Regions from separate parts of the Mus musculus genome. Here region 2 is linked to region 1. Evidence: chromatin contacts called from public Micro-C data. All regions are on one chromosome and are shown on one strand. The core of a region is the stretch at or near the end of the contact, and the rest is flanking DNA. Distances in the headings are between cores, read along the strand shown. Region 1 holds the start of 2610307P16Rik (RIKEN cDNA 2610307P16 gene). Region 2 holds the start of Foxf2 (forkhead box F2).

Region 1 (2,729 bases), core at 51-2,550:
ATAAAGTGAAGATATTGACTTACTGAGCAAGAACCAATGCAGAAGCATTCCGAAGTTAGGGGACTTGGGAAACAAAGTTAGGAAGCCGCCCTTCACCGCTATCTGGAGGGAACCTCGCTGCTTCCCCGCTGAACAGAGACGAAAAGCCGCCGCTCTTTTGGGCGGGTGTGGCCGATAGAAACAAAAGGTTAAAACACAAAAGGCGGGGCGGAGGGCTAGGTCAGGGGAGCTCGGCAGGCTCGTGGTTCCCTTCCTATTCAGACTGGCTGAGATAGGCCCGGGGGTCGCCAACACCTAAGAGAGGATGGATCCCGACGAGGACAGCAATAGGTCATTCTGGGTGGGTCATTAAACTGAACCAAACCACGGAGGTGAGGGGAGCGGACTCTTAACTAATGGTCCAGGCCCCATCAGCTTCATCTGCGCAGCTCTTGACAGTCTGGAACCTGTGGCTTCCTCAACTGGACCCCAGCCCCCAAAAACTTCCCGGACTCCTATTAATTTGCTGGAACTCCCTTACCACCCAAACCCTGTCTACATTCTATTGTTGCACGCTTCGTGTCTCCAGAGCGCTCCAGAGACAGTGAAGTTTGAAAACGCGTGAGGAAATGACCCCCACCTCTGCATCTTTCTTTTTTTGTGACCAAAGTCAGAGCTTATGTGTGGGTGAGCCTGATCTAATTCCCATTCTTATCAGAACGTTTTCCTCCAATCTACACACAACCGGGGAAAAGCGAGGCAGTATCCAGTTTGGATGCCCTTCTTCTTAGCCCCTCACCACCCCTAAAGAAGAAGCACAAGAGATGAAGGCGTTTAAAATAAACAAAACAATCTGTGCGAGAGTTTAAAAGAACAAAAGAAAAGGAGAACCGGGAAAAGAGATACAATTAAAAAATAATAATAAAAGACAAGAAACAGAAAGAAACAGTCAAACTTGGCTGCTAGATCTATGACTTTGCCCTCGGAAGGGCTGGGAGCAGGGGGACCTGAGGGAAGCAGGACAAACAGGACAAGTCACTCACCTTCTCCCTCCACTTCGTCGCACTTTGAAGGGACATTGTTTCCATTGTTGCAGCCTGCGAGGCGCTAGGATACTTTTGCGCAGCCTGACAGCGGAGAAAGTCGCGTTGACAAAGTTGCGAGAAAGAGATACTCGGGCGTCCAGGGAGCTGGAGAAGGAGTTCATCAGAGTTTCCCCTTTTGTTCCAAGTCCCAGAGCAGACAAAGAGGCGGAGAGCCGCGGCAGGTTTCTCCCTCTCACCCCTTCCTCCTCTCTCCCTCCCCTCCCTCCCCGCCCCCTCCCTCTCCCCGCATCTCCCGCCCGACTCTAAGCCTTGGTGCGCAGCTCCGGCTGCTCTGTCCCCAAGACCAGCAACTCAGTCCCGACCCTCTCTCCTTCCATCTCCCCGAAAACTTTGCCCAGAAGATGCGGGTCTTGGTCCCTTCTCACACCCTTTGAACACCCAGCTTCCAGTCCGCGCTCTCACGCCCGGGGAAATCTCCAAACTCATTGTTTCCGGGAGATGCACCTCTTTGTTTGCACTTTCCCTGCCAATCAGGGAGAGGAGCGGTTCACTTTGGCAATGAGTTTCTGCCATTTCTCAGCATCCCAAGAGATGTAATATGAAGGAGCCAGTCAACCCTTTAAGGTAAGAGGTACAATCATAGGTAGGGCTCACAGATGCCTCTCCATCCATGACCCTCCATCCTATGTACCCTCTTCCAACCAACAGCCTGGAAGAATTCAAAGAAGTTCTAAGTGATGGAAAAGTCTCTTCTCCCTCCCTCATCAGTGCCCACACAGGACCCTAGGGGAAAACCCTCAAATCTGCATGGCAGAGGCCACTAAGTATCCCACAGGGACCTACACCTTGCCCTTGTAGGTTACCTGTTGCTGCTGGTACTATGCCACTCATGGGGGGTGGGGGGGGGCCTGAACAGAGACCACCGGCTCAAACCTCAGAGAACTTCCTCTTATCTCCAACTATATTAACAAGACTCTCAGGTTAACATGGCTCCTTCCCAAACCTACTGTTCCTTCCTAGTTCCCTTCCTTTCACAGCTACAGGGTCTTCCTCCTTCACTTCTAACTCCCCATCCTCTTCCCTCCCCCACCTTCTGGTCCTGGGCAAGCCAGGTGTCTTCCTTGTCTGGGAGTCTCTCAGTCTTTCTTAGAGCCTTCTGAAAATCATCCATCAGTTCCAGAACTGGGGTCCCCACTTTACACCGCAGCATTCAGCTCTCATCCCAACATGGTTTCCCCCCACCCCAGGAACTCAAAGCTGCACCAATTTCCTTTCTAGATCTCACCAGAATAGAAGAAAAGCAGGAAGGTGGGAGAAGGTAGAGGGACACGCAGCCTTTTATATTCAGTCTTCAGGGCAAAGGGGGTTTAAAAAAAAACACTCAAACATTCCAAAGCAAATATTCAACCTCCTGCTGGTGTCCACGCACCTTATATACTCTTTCTCCAAATCTAGACAGGGAAGACCCAATGAGTTGTTAAATGTGAGGGTAAAGAGATGGGGTGAAAGGGGGCATAGGGAGCTGTATTCCTGGCTAGGATTAAAGATGCGAAGAGGGGGTAGGAAGGGAACCTTGCTGGGTCTGGAATGTCATGGGTGTGGATCATAACAAGCACCCTTCCAGTGCTTGCCAAGTCTCTCCCCTAGGGGAGAACAAAGACTCTGTGAGAGGGCTTCCGTTCTGATCTCCTGGGGTCTGCACTG
Region 2 (2,802 bases), core at 167-2,666, 2.7 Mb after region 1:
CCAGTCCTCTCAGGGCTGGCGCAGTGCTGTGCCTACCATTTGCTACTCTGATGGGCATCTCCTTCCCTCTGGGCCAGGCCACCAGCCCTGGTGTGGTCAGGCCTCCTTCAGCTTGCAACTCGCTTTGCAGCCCCTGTCCGGGGTCAGACTACATTTCCCCGCACGTGTAATCCAATAACTAACTGTCGGGTCTCATTGGAATGATTTCTCCCGAGGGCCATCTCTCTCTGAGCCGACTCTTACTTAGAGGAATAAGCCACAACTGGAGGAGTGTTCTCGAATGGAGGGAGCTGGGCCACGGAACATAGGGAGTGGGGGGGGGGTGCACCGGAAGACAGACGCTGTAAACCCACTGGCAGCTGTGCAGACCTTCCTTGTTGATAATAAATACAACTATCTCCTTACTCAGGGTCTCTCTTGCTCTCTCTCAGCATGAAGTGGAAATGACAAGTCAGTGGAAAATGGAAGCAAATAAAAAACCGAATCCATTCGACTCAAAAGAGTGTCTAAGAGGTGGCCCCAGGTTTCTCCACCCAAACCCCTTGCTCAGCTGACAATCTGTTCATAACTGCCCCGGGCACAGCTCAAGGGCGTCCAGTGTTTGCCCTCTGCTGTGACCTCTCAGAAGCCTGCATGTCCAGCCAGAGAGAGAGAGAGAGAGAGAGAGAGAGAGAGAGAGAGAGAGAGAGAGACCCGGAGTTGGCACGTTACCTTGGGACGTCTGGCACCCTGGCGTGTGGCTGAGGGCAGCACTGCCTAAATGAAGTTGACAGATGGTGTCAGTTCGGGCACTGGGGACCGTGGCTAAGGAAGCTCTTCCAGGGCACAGTCTCCCCAAGACTCAGCCCCCACAGGGTCCGGCGGGGGTGGAGGAGGGGCAGGGTGTGTCCGGGCACGGATCGCTAGGTTGGGGGCACTTCTGGGATAGGATACGGGCTGCTGGAAGGAACAGAGAATGAATTGCTGAAGTTAGGAGTAATCGAGTCTGGCCAAGGTTGGGAGTTCTCCCTGCTGAATGCGGGTGTATCTGCGGCTTTGAAGAGGACAGACTGGGAAAGGGAAAGAGCCCCGAGAGGAATTAGTAGTGCCAGCAGGACCCCGGAGAGTCCGGGAGGCGATAAGAGCAGGAGCCCGCCGCCAGGTCCAGAGGGGGAGGAGTGACGCGAGCCCTGTGCGCCCTCCCCGTGGCGGGCGGCGCGGAGCAAGGAGGGGGCAGGGCGGGGTGGGGTGGAGGGAGGGAGCGAGGGAGGGAGGGAGCGAAGCTGCCGCGGGGAGGGCGCGCCAGGGAGGAAGTCCAAGAGACAGAGAGAAGAGCACTCCTGAAAGAAGACGACGGGCTAGTCCCCGGGGTCCGGGCTGAGGTCTTGGCTCGAGGGCGCAGCTGTCCAGCTCTGGGCAGCGTCGCCTCAGTGGCTTAGGAGACGGTTGCGCAAGGAGCCGGCCGGAGGCTCGGAAGAGGGATGCGCGGGGCGTTGCCTCCGACCCGCCGCCGCCGCCGCCGCCCGAAGCCCCAGAGGAGCTGAGGGAGGCGACGCCGAAGCGCTGGCCCGCAGTGGCCCGGGCTGCAGCGCGGCCGGCGCAGTAGGGCACTCGCCCGATTTGTGGACCGACCCGGCTCCGGCGCCGCCGATCCCGGTCCGGGGTCCGCCCCCCAGGCCCGGCCTCGTTCCCGATTCCCAGATGAGCACCGAGGGCGGGCCTCCGCCACCCCCGCCGCGCCCGCCGCCTGCCCCACTCCGCCGCGCGTGCAGCCCGGCGCCCGGCGCGCTCCAGGCCGCCTTGATGAGCCCGCCACCCGCCGCCACCCTGGAGTCCACTTCGTCGTCGTCATCATCATCCTCTGCCTCCTGTGCCTCGTCCTCTTCTAACTCCGTCAGCGCCTCGGCCGGTGCTTGCAAGAGTGCGGCTAGCAGCGGCGGCGCGGGCGCCGGGAGTGGAGGCACCAAGAAGGCAACCTCGGGGCTGCGGCGGCCGGAGAAGCCTCCTTACTCGTACATCGCGCTCATCGTCATGGCCATCCAGAGCTCGCCCAGCAAGCGCCTGACGCTCAGTGAGATCTACCAGTTCCTACAGGCGCGCTTCCCCTTTTTCCGTGGCGCCTACCAGGGCTGGAAGAACTCCGTGCGCCACAACCTCTCGCTCAACGAGTGCTTCATCAAGCTGCCCAAGGGCCTCGGGAGACCTGGTAAGGGCCACTACTGGACCATCGACCCGGCCAGCGAATTCATGTTTGAGGAGGGTTCGTTCCGCCGCCGGCCGCGCGGCTTCAGGCGGAAGTGCCAGGCTCTCAAACCCATGTACCATCGCGTGGTGAGCGGCTTGGGCTTCGGGGCCTCGCTGCTGCCCCAGGGCTTCGACTTCCAAGCGCCCCCGTCGGCGCCTCTGGGTTGCCACGGTCAAGGCGGTTATGGTGGCCTCGACATGATGCCCGCGGGCTATGATACAGGGGCGGGTGCTCCGGGCCACGCGCATCCACACCACCTCCACCACCACCACGTCCCCCACATGTCGCCCAACCCGGGCTCCACCTATATGGCCAGCTGCCCGGTGCCCGCAGGTCCTGCGGGCGTCGGTGCGGCAGCGGGTGGCGGCGGTGGCGGCGGGGACTATGGGCCGGACAGCAGCAGCAGCCCTGTGCCCTCATCCCCGGCTATGGCAAGCGCCATTGAGTGTCACTCGCCCTACACTAGCCCTGCGGCACATTGGAGCTCGCCTGGCGCTTCACCTTACCTCAAGCAGCCGCCTGCCCTGACGCCAAGCAGTAATCCCGCGGCCTCTGCTGGTCTGCACCCCAGCATGTCT

What was found. Hi-C and Micro-C count contacts between places; a contact is called where the count stands out from the background.
Region 2: a contact with region 1 is called in a Micro-C map of embryonic stem cells, with 6 times the contacts expected there. The contact joins the promoter of Foxf2 here to the promoter of 2610307P16Rik in region 1. A contact is called at or near these places in 1 of 484 Hi-C or Micro-C datasets (embryonic stem cells) and 1 of 115 datasets of contacts at active chromatin or transcription factors (embryonic stem cells).

What each region holds. Positions count from the first base shown.
Region 1 is chr13:28,884,122-28,886,850 of GRCm38.p6, forward strand. 2610307P16Rik (RIKEN cDNA 2610307P16 gene) reads right to left here and starts at 1,301. Exons shown (of 8, transcript NR_045054.1): 1 at 1,023-1,301.
Region 2 is chr13:31,624,400-31,627,201 of GRCm38.p6, forward strand. Foxf2 (forkhead box F2) reads left to right here and starts at 1,417. Exons shown (of 2, transcript NM_010225.2): 1 at 1,417-2,802. The coding sequence starts at 1,681.